2 separate regions of the Ovis aries genome follow, and region 1 is linked to region 2. A link is a contact called in public Hi-C data. All regions are on one chromosome and are shown on one strand. Each heading gives the region's core, a stretch centred on a gene start, on an enhancer-like site or on the middle of the called end of the contact. The rest is flanking DNA. Distances are from core to core; before and after follow the strand shown.

The links. Hi-C and Micro-C count contacts between places; a contact is called where the count stands out from the background.
Region 1: a contact with region 2 is called in a Hi-C map of hypothalamus, with 9 times the contacts expected there. The contact joins two enhancer-like sites. A contact is called at or near these places in 3 of 16 Hi-C or Micro-C datasets (hypothalamus, retroperitoneal adipose tissue and tail adipose tissue).

The regions. Positions count from the first base shown.
Region 1 is chr23:4,091,382-4,097,167 of ARS-UI_Ramb_v3.0, forward strand. The region is part of intron 3 of ZNF407 (zinc finger protein 407); the gene reads right to left. Among named protein-coding and RNA genes, the nearest start is that of ZNF407, 51 kb to the right of the region's middle. Within about 2 kb of position 2,825, at least 20 of the 54 cell types and tissues checked have an H3K27ac peak or open chromatin away from gene starts, as enhancers often do. A contact at or near this core is called in hypothalamus, where this site is marked.
Region 2 is chr23:2,881,184-2,887,074 of ARS-UI_Ramb_v3.0, forward strand. No RefSeq gene overlaps it. Among named protein-coding and RNA genes, the nearest start is that of ZNF516, 140 kb to the left of the region's middle. Within about 2 kb of position 4,133, at least 7 of the 54 cell types and tissues checked have an H3K27ac peak or open chromatin away from gene starts, as enhancers often do. A contact at or near this core is called in hypothalamus, where this site is marked.

The sequences.
Region 1 (5,786 bases), core at 1,575-4,074, 1.2 Mb after region 2:
ATTGTTTGGTAAAAAATTCACTAAGTAGACACTAGGTTTTCACAAGAATTCTATGCCATCTGCTTTTAACAAATAATAGCAGGAGACAGTTTATTTCTTGACTTGCTGTCGCCTTTTTTCAGCCTCTTAAAATAATGTATACTACTGGTAAACCTGCATGAGGTATCTGCTCCATCATTACGGTAATTATGAGAAAATGAAGTTCTTTAAACTGGCTTTATTGTTTTAAAACTTCAAATTAAAATAGGTGAAGAAAGATTCATTGCCCTTTCAACATAACTTCTTAAGATAATTTTTCCCAGTGTGTCTATAATCTGCTCTAATAATACTTTAGGAGTCACTGTTTGCTATTTCTAAAATAACACATGGAAACTTATGCTGGGTTGGTGTGTATCCACATTGATAAACTTAAAACATAATAGTAATGTACCATGAATTTTATATTGCTTTCTTTGGAGACAAACTTATAAGTCTCTTAATGTGTAGTGTCTAGAATCGATGTAAGCAATTAAAAAACTGCAACAAAAATGTTTTGTGGGGCATAATTACTATAAGGTCACTAGATATTATTTGGAGTCAGTTTAGCTTATCACATTACGACATGACAGGACGTGAGGCAAAAATTATAAATTCCTTCCCTAAATCTGTCCTTTTCTGATCTAGATGGATGAAGAATAATTAACTCTTAATTATTCAGATGACTTCAAGGCAGTTTTAGGATTCAGTAAAGATTGCAGTCATTTTAACCAAGGAAAGCAGTCTCCCATCATTTATCAAATCGTGCAACTTGACCAATGATGAATAAAAAAATCTATGTTTACCCACAGCCCTAACTGCTACCTTAGAGGTTGTTAAGCAACAAATTTCCTTTAAACTCTACCATATGCAAATCATCAGACACAATTTGCATTTTAAAGTATTTAACTCTACATATTTATTGGATTTTGAGGCCATGCTGATCATTGATTTATGTGCTTCTGGCAATCATATTTCCATATTTGTATGATTTTGATGACAGTAATAATTCAAATATGCAGAAAGTTGTTCTTTGAACAATATCTTTAATTACGTCCTCAAAGCATCATTGTTTTGCCTGGTGTCCTGACAAAAAGGGTTTGAAATAAGAGATGGCATAATAATCCAAAATGCATAGAAATATATTTGTCATTTTCTGTATACTACCAAATGCACAGAAGTGACTTTTCGCATTAACCAATCCTTAACCTTAAAAAGGCTACAAAGCTCAGCAAACTTGAACCTAAATACTTTTATTAATACTGACACACTTTCACGACAAATTCAATCACAGTTCATAACATTTCTGTTCAAAATGCAAAACCTGCCCCATTTACTTTGCCGCTAACTCAAAAAGTTTTGCTGTCGTGATTTTTTTTTTAAGTCATCACAAATTATGTGCTTTCTTATGAAAGCCATCAAGAAATATCATTATGAAAAGATTCACAAATGTTTTATCTGTTTCTCAAACACAACCACGAACCATAGCTCTGGAACCATTCTTAAGATAATATGATGACTTTACCATTCAATTATATAAATAAACCTCTTACAATAAATATTCAGACATATACAAATGTAGCCATAAATTTTAGCAAAGTAAAACTAATGTTAACAGTCAGTTTCAAAATTAACTAAAAGGCAAAACACATCTTTTTATTTCACAATTTTTTTTCAATTCCACAAACAAACCTACATTTTATAGACATTTATTCTGTAATAACTAACATCCTACATGGTGTGTAATCAACTCTGCATATATTAAGCATTTTCAATGGGTTTATTTTATAAAACACAAAAGAATTCTCAAGGATAAAATTAAAATAATTAAAATCCAATCTTTAAAAAGTAAAAAATATTATGTATTATAAAAGCAGAAAAAAGGCCCAAAACATACAAGTGTTAAGTTCTCTAGCTATTTCAAAAATCTGTGATCTTTAAGTACCCAGAGAACGTAAATTTAGGGAGAAAAATTATCATGCACTCAAATTTCTCCATTTGGATATAAAAGATCTGAAATATATGTATAATATATTTTAACTGCACAACTTAAAGCACACATTTACATGGTGTTTTAAATTTCTACTAAAATTTACATTATTTTTAGATAAAGCTAGAATGTTTATGGATATTCAGATCAAGCTTAGTGACTCCCATAGCTGAATAAACATCTACCTGCTTCAGTGACAACATTACAAGCAAGTCATCATGTAACATAAACCCAAGTCAGCCACTCCTAGAGGAATATGAATTAGGAAGACACAATTCAGAAATATTGAGTCTCAGAGTCATTCTAATTAAAATAAAAGTAGGCTGAAATCACTTCTAGATAATTATTGTATGGCTATTTTATTACACTTCATTTCTAATAATCATATTGGACATTCTATACATCACAGTTTTTCTTTATATTGTTTTAAATTTAATTCATCTAGGTAGTAATACTTTTCTAAGAGTTCTTTACTCATTAAAACTGTAAAATCTTGTCATCCTCTAGGTATATAAACAACAGGAAAAATACATGTCATTTACTAAACAACTTAAAAAATATAAAGACAAACTGCTGTTCATACTGTGGTCATATTCAGCTTCACTGGGAGGAAAGGTTACAGCAGTATTTTCAGTTCTACACACAAAGAAGAGAAAGGAAGGGAAGGGAAGGGAAGAAAGGAAAAGGGAAGGAAAGGGAAAGAAACGAAGGAAAAGAAGAGGCGGGAAGGGAGGTGGGGAGGGAGACCCAGGGCGAGATGGGGGAGGAAAGAGGGGAGGCAAGGGAGGAACTGTAGGGACACTCCTTGACTCCCCCTAGTGGTCCAGCGAGAAACAGCACCGCGGCCTCCCCTGCAGCGTGTGGAGGGTGCTCCCAGAGTGGGGCAGGCCCGCTGCGGTGGCGGAGGACAGCGGTGACAGACAATGCCGTCCGCGGGACGCCGGAGCCCAGAGCTCCGAGGTGGACACTCTGGAGCCCAGCAGCTCTCTCTCAGCTGTATGTCTGAACATACCCCACAGCAGAGACCAATGAGGCAGGCATAATGCACATACATTAATACCTGTGTGCAGACAGCATCGCAGCTGCAGGGACCCGTGTTAATCAGGAGCGGGGTTTACCGCATCAGATCGCCAGCTCAGAGCCGCCCTCCTCTCCACTCCCTCACTCTTTTCTCCCCCACAAAAACGCAAATGGACAAATAGGAAATCACACAGTAATATATAGGCGTTATGCTACTAATGTGTTTTGAAGCAACAAATATGAGTCAGAAAAATCAGCGGTGAAACAGTGATACAAACTGGATTTTATATCAAGCCAGTGCTCTTGTATGAACAATACACTATACAAAATTCTGTTACCAATCTTTTTCATATAATTACACAAAAAAAGGTATGTTTTGAGAGATTACTCTCAATTTTACAGCTTTCACAGGCTCGAACTAGATTAAGAAAAGTCAGTGTTTCACTGTGGAGAGTAACAACTCAGGAAACAATGACTGCAAAAAACAGGAAGTCTATACAGGTACATTAAAAAAGCTAGTTCAACACTTGAGCAAAATTATTGTATATCAAGTAAAAAAAAAATACACTATGAACTCAATGTGAGGTAAATTTTGCACTAAAAGAGTACATTCAGAACAAGTGCATCATTTCAGTCAGACTTCAGCATAACAAAAGGCAGTATAGAAAAATAACAGGTTTTATTAATAAAATTCAAATTATTACCAATCTAAAAGAGTATGTTAAATACATTAAGGGGTAGGATTTAAAAATCTGCCTCTGATTATATGAATATCAAAATCTAGAAGCAGTATTCTTGGTAAATAATCTGCACATCGCTCAACAAGCTCACTCTCTGGAGCCACAAGTCTCCCTAAGTCTCGGCTTCCCTTTCTGGGGTTCATTAAGGTGCTACCGGGACTCATTACTGTCTCTCTCTAGCCCTGTCTCTTAATTGCCCTCTAGGCACTACCCTTACAATCACTGAAGTGTTCTTAGCGCGGCCAGGTGCTCCCGGGGGCGTCTGATACATCTCCATGGTTTAGGAATCAAAGTACACAATCAGTATGTCCAGGTTCCAAACACCAGAGGGGACAGAACTAATATTGTTTGCATTATTAAAATCTGTGTTCCTTGATCCTTCTGTAAACTTATGATACATGGTCTCAAGATGAGGTCAAATGTCTTTTGTCCTTTTAAGGTCTTTATCAAATAAAAAATTGTTTGTGTATGTGTCCAGATGTTTGTATGTAATGAACACTAACACATCCATAAAAAATGAACTGCATACAAAAAAACAATCCCTCATATTTATATTAATGTTAAGTGTCTTGGGAAAATCAATTATTTTTAAATGAAGTAACCTAACTGAAACTGTAAACTGTTAAGTCCCTTTGAATCATGAAGACTTATCTAAATATTACAACCATCCCTTAACAAAATGTGTGAATGAAATTTCTTTTAATTAGTTAAAATGGTGGCCCATTTCTTAATCAGCTTCTATTCAAATGATAAATTTATATATGCATCAATAAAAAATATAAAAATAATTCATTTATCTTCAAGGGAGAATGTAAAATTTATACATAAACTCTAAATGTGAAAAAAGAAATTCTCCTAGAACCCTGGCATTATTTTTATAATTTGTACAGCTGAGTAAAATACTTATTAATAATAGATTAAATAGTTGTAGCCCAGCCATATAAACTGGTAGTTTACTAAAAAAAGGATCTAAAATTGCAGTCTCAGAGTATCACATCAAACCTACACCTTTATGTATAAAATTAAAACAAAAGCTAAACCTTGAACTGCTTGGTTCAACCAATAACTGCAGGACATAAAATCACACTGGTATTATATCTGTGCACACACATATATACAACTCAAAGAAAAACAAATATTCATGGAGGGAAGACAGACAAATTACACAGTAGTCCTGAGGAAATAAGGGGGGAAGTCTAGTCTTCACATTTGTGTTGTATTTGAAACCCCCCCACACCGATAAACTAGGATACAGCAGTTATATTTACGGATGAGGATAAAAAGTCAATAATGACACTTATCACCTTGTGCTATGCTTACAAGTTATTTCTATATCCTAGTTGACAGATACACGTCCAAGAGTAATGCACATCTTAAGGATTTTATAAGCTAATAAATATTTTTCCAAATAGTAAGCTTGCAATTACATTATTAACTTGATTAAATTATATTTAAAATACATTGGTGTGGATCCAGATTAATAAAACATATTTTTAAAATAGATATATGTTTGTATTACATTTGAAGTAATACTTAGTGAAAGCCAGTAGTTAGACAACACAAGTGATAAATGGCTCAAGTGCTTCAACTGAGAAGCTAAGATAAAAAATAAAATGATTGAACTGAGGGAAGTAATACTCACAGAATTTATCAGGATTCTTACCATAGTATCATTTTTTACATAATTCAATAATTACTAGTATTCCTCACATAATAGAGAATTTTAAAAAGTAAATAATTTGTGCTTAAAGAAAATAGATAATGGTATTACTACACACTGCTCAAAGAGGAAAAAGTGAAAATACCACTTTTCAATCATTTAAAAAAGATGTTCTTTAAAAAAGTAACGAGGCTAAATGACTAAGCACATGAAATAAGAAAAATGTACAGGGCAACTCATTTATAGTAATTCAACCTTCATCTTCTGATTTAGTTACTGTGAAAAATCCATTATAAGTTCAATTTGGTAGTGAACTGTAGCCATCTACTGGAAATGAACAGTTAAAGCAAATGTTTAGTAT
Region 2 (5,891 bases), core at 2,883-5,382:
GGCAGGCCCTCAAATGAACACTTCTATCACCAGGAAGCATGGGGCAGTGGGTGTGAAGAGCCCCCTGTGCTGCTCTGCACTGTCGAGACCATCGTTGACACTGTATTTCCTCTACAGAACCTGATCTGGCCCTCGAGATGGGAGGACCAGGTAAGGCTGCACGGCCGCCAGGGAGCAGTCCTACAGCTCATCTCTTACCAAGGGTCACCTGCCGGTTCGGTGAGGTCACGGATGAATGCGGCAGGGGAAACTCTCAGCTGTTTCCACAGATGGGCCCCAGTGGGCTCGGCACATCTCCACCACAATGTGTGGGACCAGGGAGATGAAATTCTTCAAGGTGCTGACCATGATTTTTGCACAAGATCGAGAACCTTCCAGAGAATGCTTAGTCACTGTTCCAGTGAGCTGATTACAGGAAATTAAAGGCACTTGGCCTTTTGCATATAACATATGGATTCAGAGGTGATGGTTTTGGAAACATAGTATTAACCATAAATTTAAAAAACACTGTTTTTAAATCAATTTTTTTTTTTGTTTATGGAACAATGTGGATTTGCTATGCCCCTTGACCATCCATTGATTTATGTCACAAACATTTATTCAATACTTATGCTCTTCTCACCCGCTGTTACCAGGCAGTATATTAAGCATCTGCACTTTTATGGAAGACTCTAACTTTTGGCCAACAGTCATTCCAATATATTGAAACAAGAAAAAAAAAAATCTCAAAAAATGTCCTTTCTCTTCTATTCTATACTTTCACGATATTTGGCACTAATGGAAATGAACTTTAGGTTCTGCAGGAATGCACGTTATAAGAAAAAAGGGAAAAGATTCCTTTGCTCAGAGCTGGGTTCCCTACACAGAGGGTTTGCTGCTACTACTGCTAAGTCACTTCAGTCGTGTCCGACTCTGTGCGACCCCATAGACGGCAGCCTACCAGGCTCCCCTGTCTCTGGGATTCTCCAGGCAAGAACACTGGAGTGGGTTGCCATTTCCTTCTCCAATGCATGAAAGTGAAAAATGAAAGTGAAGTAGCTTAGTCGTGTCCGACTCTTCACAACCCCATGGAGTGCAGCCTTCCAGGCTCCTCCACCCATGGGATTTTCCATGCAAGATTACTGGAGTGGGGCGCCATTGCCTTCTCCGACACAGAGGGTTTAGGTATCTTCAAGTTTTTATTTCAGTCATAAAGGAAATCAACCCTGAATATTCATTGAAAGGACTGATGGTGAAGCTGAAGCTCCAATACTATGGCCACCTGTTTCGAAGAACTGACTCATTGGAAAAGACCCGACCCTGATGCTGGGAAAGATTGAGGGTGGGAGAAGGGCATCACAGAGGATGAGACGGTTGGATGGCATCATTGACTCAATGGACCTGAGTCTGAGCATGCCCCAGGAGATGGTGAAGGGCACGGACACCTGCTGTGCTGCAGTCCTGGGGGTCTCAAAGAGTCGGACAAGGCTTATGACTGAACAACAATAAACTTCCCTACGGTGAGTCCATGCTTGCCGAGCCAATAGTTCCATTTTCAAATAAGGTGTCTTGTACATGGCACATCTCAGAAAAGTCTCGTTTACTTTCCAGGTTATTTTCATCACATTTTTTATGCTTTTGTGCTGATGTGGAATCAGTTAAACTGTTCTCAGATCTAGCTTAGACTGAGATGTTCGTGCTAAGAAGGGAATGCTCAGTATGAATTGTTTTGTCCGCCATTCCACCCTCTTTCTTTATGTAAATTCATATTCTGTGCAACAATTTTCTTAGATTTTAATGTTTCATTAGTTGAATCCACTCTCTCAAAACTTTCGTCTGCGAATTTTGCTCCTTCTTGGACCGAAACGTACAGAAGTTCAAGTGCCACCTTCTCTCCCCCTCCATGGAACTTGTCATGTAGAAAGGATGCTAATGAGACATGACTGAGGAAGAATGCACAGGTGTATTATACAGGCTCAGACTGGCAACTCTCTGATACACACAACACAGGCACACACACACACACGGACACACACACGCGCGCAGAGCCAGGCTTGATGAGAGACTTCCATTTGGTTGAACTTGGCAATGGTTTTGAAATGTTGACAACTGTCAAATTAAGATCACCCAAGCCATTTCACAGGCTCGGATTTGGATGCAGGTCTCAGAACAGAAGGAGAGAGCTACTGGCTCTGGCCCAAGTGACTTCACCGTTTATCATCGGGTTAGCTGTGCCTTAAGGAAATGGAGCCACACCAGGGTGGGGGGGTCAGCCTCCGCCTCTAGCAGTCATTGCTTTTCACGTTTACCTTGATTCAAAGGAAGGGAATAGATGAGTCTTTTGTTTTAAAATGTGCAGAGAAAGAGCCTGGTCAGGTTCCTTTAGCGTCTGTTTTTCGCCCCCGTCCCTTCCTCACCAACCTGAGGGCAGCAGCGTGTCTTTGGTGGGCCCTGGAGGGGGCCTGGGGCTGGGGCGGGTTCTCTCTCCAGGTCTCTCAATGAGCATTTCTGTATTCAGTCATGTGATAGACTCTGTTGCTATGCATCCTGGTGATGCCCACCTTTCACTGTCCGTCCCAGGTAAAGTCTTCATGTGTCTCTTGTCTTCCTCTCAATTTTACGCCTGGTAAGTGCGATGGCTGGGTCCTTTGTATCTTGGTTGGTATTTTCACCTCCAGTACAGTATCTGCCCAGAGCAGGGGCTGAATGAGCGATACCAACATGTTGAGAAGAATAAACGAATTGGGTGCATGAGGACAAAACATGATTTTTCTCGAGTGGTCATCTTGGTTGGAACTGACAGCAGAACAGAGAAATTCAAATTATTTACTAAAAATAGTTTCTTTGTAAGATTTGATTAGTTATCTATCAGCAGATTACCCAGCTGACATTTGAACTGAATCCTTTTAGCTAGAAAAATGAGTATTCTCTTTCCAGGAAGGATTCTGGCTGGCACAGTCATCCCAGACTTCAAATCCAAGGCCTGGGACGTTCTTTGCACACACAGTAGGTGCTGGAGAGAGTGCCGTCTGGGACGGAGCCAGGCAAGTGTTTGTCAAAACCCTTCACCCAAGCATGTGGTTTGAGCTTATCAGCAAATTCATATTCAGGGAGCTGAAGAAGTTAAACCACCAGCTTTCAGTGCTGTGCTGTGCTGAGCTGTGTCCAACTCTTTGAGACTCTCTGAGCTGTAGCCTGCCAGCCTCCTCTGTCCATGGGACTGTTCAGGCAAGAATTCTGGAGAGGGTTGCCATTTCCTCCTCTAGGAGATCTTCCCGACCCAGGAATCAAACACACATCCCTTGTCTCCTGCGTTGCAGGAAGATTCTTTACCAGCTAAGCCATCGGAAAAGCCCCAACTTCAGGATCTGTTGCAAACATGCAAACCCACTCAGGTCAAAGCTGTAAAACTGGCCTGACAACCGTCCTCATGCTCCTCCAAAATGCCCAGGTCTGTGAGTTCCTGGAAGAAAAGCAGCAAAGCCATTTTGGACTGCATGCCTGTCAGCACCACAGGATGGCAGCTGTGGAAACTGAATGGTAGATTAAACACCAGTTACGACAATGCCCAGAATGGCGAAATCGGGGCACTCAAGATGACGCGCTGAAATACTTCTCTTTGGAAATAATGAACTCCAACGCAGTGTGCTTAGTGGATCAGATGTGAAAGACAGTACGTACCGGAAGTGAGGTGAATTTATTTGTATTCACTATCTTGGTGGGTTTGGAACAAGAAAGGTGGTTTCTTTCAAAGAAACACATTGTATGATTTGCTTTAATTAAATAATGCTCTGTTTTTCTGAGCATCAATAGCTCAAAAACTATCCAGAGCCAGACGCACTGCCTTACAAAAAATCTGAAAATCACTGACATAAAACGTGAGTAATGAATTTAACCAAAATGTACAACTATTGACTGGACAGCAAACAAATCATTCCCCTAGTTCTAGGGCTTTTCGGGAGCAGAGCTGGCAGACCAAGGGATGACGAAACTCAGCCAGCGGAAGAGGGAAAGTTTGGGTGGGTGCAGGAGGGGGGTCCTGGCAGCTGTTACCAAGCGCAGCTGTCCCCCTTGCTCCTGTCTGAGTGATGACACGGAGGCGAGGGGAGGGCTGTGGCCGGCTCTGGCCACACGGTGTCGCTACACTGCTCTGTGTCCACCGGCGTCAAGCGCGTGTGTCCTGCTCACAGGATCTCCAGTGCCTTTAATTCCTGTGTGCACAGCTCCGCTGCATCGTTACTGGAGGTGAGGCGCAGGGTGCAGGCGGAGGCGAGGGCCTCTCCTCCTGACTGCATCCATGTAGATCACAGCATCATTCAGGGACTCCCAATACCCTGGAAACGCAGCGGGTACTGTACGGATGGAGCGTGAACAAAAGTCAGCGGTCAGTCAGTGTGACCTGCACCAAGACGGAGCAAATGCACACGCTGACCCTGAACCACACTGGCTCGTCCGGTTACAGGAGGGTGTGTTTTCAATAAGTGCAGCGCCTGTATTTTCATTCTATGGATTTTTAAATTAAGTGTGTGGAGAATCTGTGGTCTATTAGAGATCACGACACATGGGCTCGGAAGAACTGAGGTGTGCGTCCTGGTTCCGTCCAGTCTCTTTCAGCTCCCTGCCCCGGGCTGAGTCACTCATCATCAATTCCTTTGTTTCAGCGGCCGAGATGGCAGGACCAGGCAGGGCAGGAGGGAGGTCTGCAGCCCCAGCCTCTGTGTTATTCAAGGGGCAGTTGTCACGTGTGTGAGGAGGCTTTGGTACCACAAGTAGGATTCATCGCCTTCCATCACGTTTTGGGAAATAAGATCTATGCAAGTGTGTGTGTGCATGCTAAGTCACTTCAGTTGTGTCCGACTCTTTGCAGCCCCATGGACTGTAGCCCGGCAGGCCCCTCTCTCCCACTGTCTTCCCTGGTGACCTTCAAACGTCAGGGCTGGGTGGGTGGTTAGAAGGTCAACAAAGGCTGGATGTTTTGTCCCATCAGAGGGTTGCAGATTGGGTCTCCTCATTGCACGTGAGCTGGATCTCAGTGGAAACGAGACAAGACGCGGCGTGAGGGTTCTGAGCGCCAGAGCCTTCCTCCCCTCGGGATGCCGCCCAGCTGGCCGCACGTGCCCGGCCTGTCTTCCTGGAGCCTCGCTCTCAACCTCCGCCCCACCCCACTTGTCTGCGAGTCTGGCCCCAGGAATGACAGACATGGGATTCAATCGTCCTCCTCGCTCCAGGAGGACAGCTGTTCCAGCCCAGTTGTCCTGAGAAGCGCAGAAGGGCGATTTTGCAGCCTCGGAGCTGTGTGGCTTGCGGGGCCCAAGTGTGGTACTCGTGGTCAGAGCCGGCCAGTTGCCCCATCTCAGCGCGGGTGAGGCGCCCCCCAGTGGGGCCTTGGCTGCCAGATCCCCGTCTCCTCCTGACCCCCTTGTCTGCACTGAGACCCTGCTCCCTGAAGGGGAGGACCTTCTTGCACTTACAGCCCCAGTTCATCTTTTAGACTGGCCACCTTGACAGGCCAGATAAACTTCTGAACAACATGGTCGTGGCTTCCCTGTCTCCCGGGAGAGGCCACAGTCAGGCAGCAGGCGGGTGGGAAGCCAGGCAGAAGGCCAGGCCCAGAGACGGCCTTCCAGAGGAGCAGGTGAGGGCGCTATTGAAACGGGCGTCGGAAAGCGGGGCTTCCGGGGGCTCAGGGGCAAGGAATCCACCTGCCAAGCAGGAGAGGATGGCTCGATCCCTGGGTCCGGAAGATCCTCTGGAGAAGTAAATGGCAACCCACTCCGGTATCCTTGCCTGGGAAATCCCCATGGACAGATGGCAGATCCTGAGGGCAGAGGATAAACTTGAATCATTTTGCCAAACACACAGAAAACGTACATCAGCTTCATAGGATGCTGTAAGAAATGGTTTCAAAATCC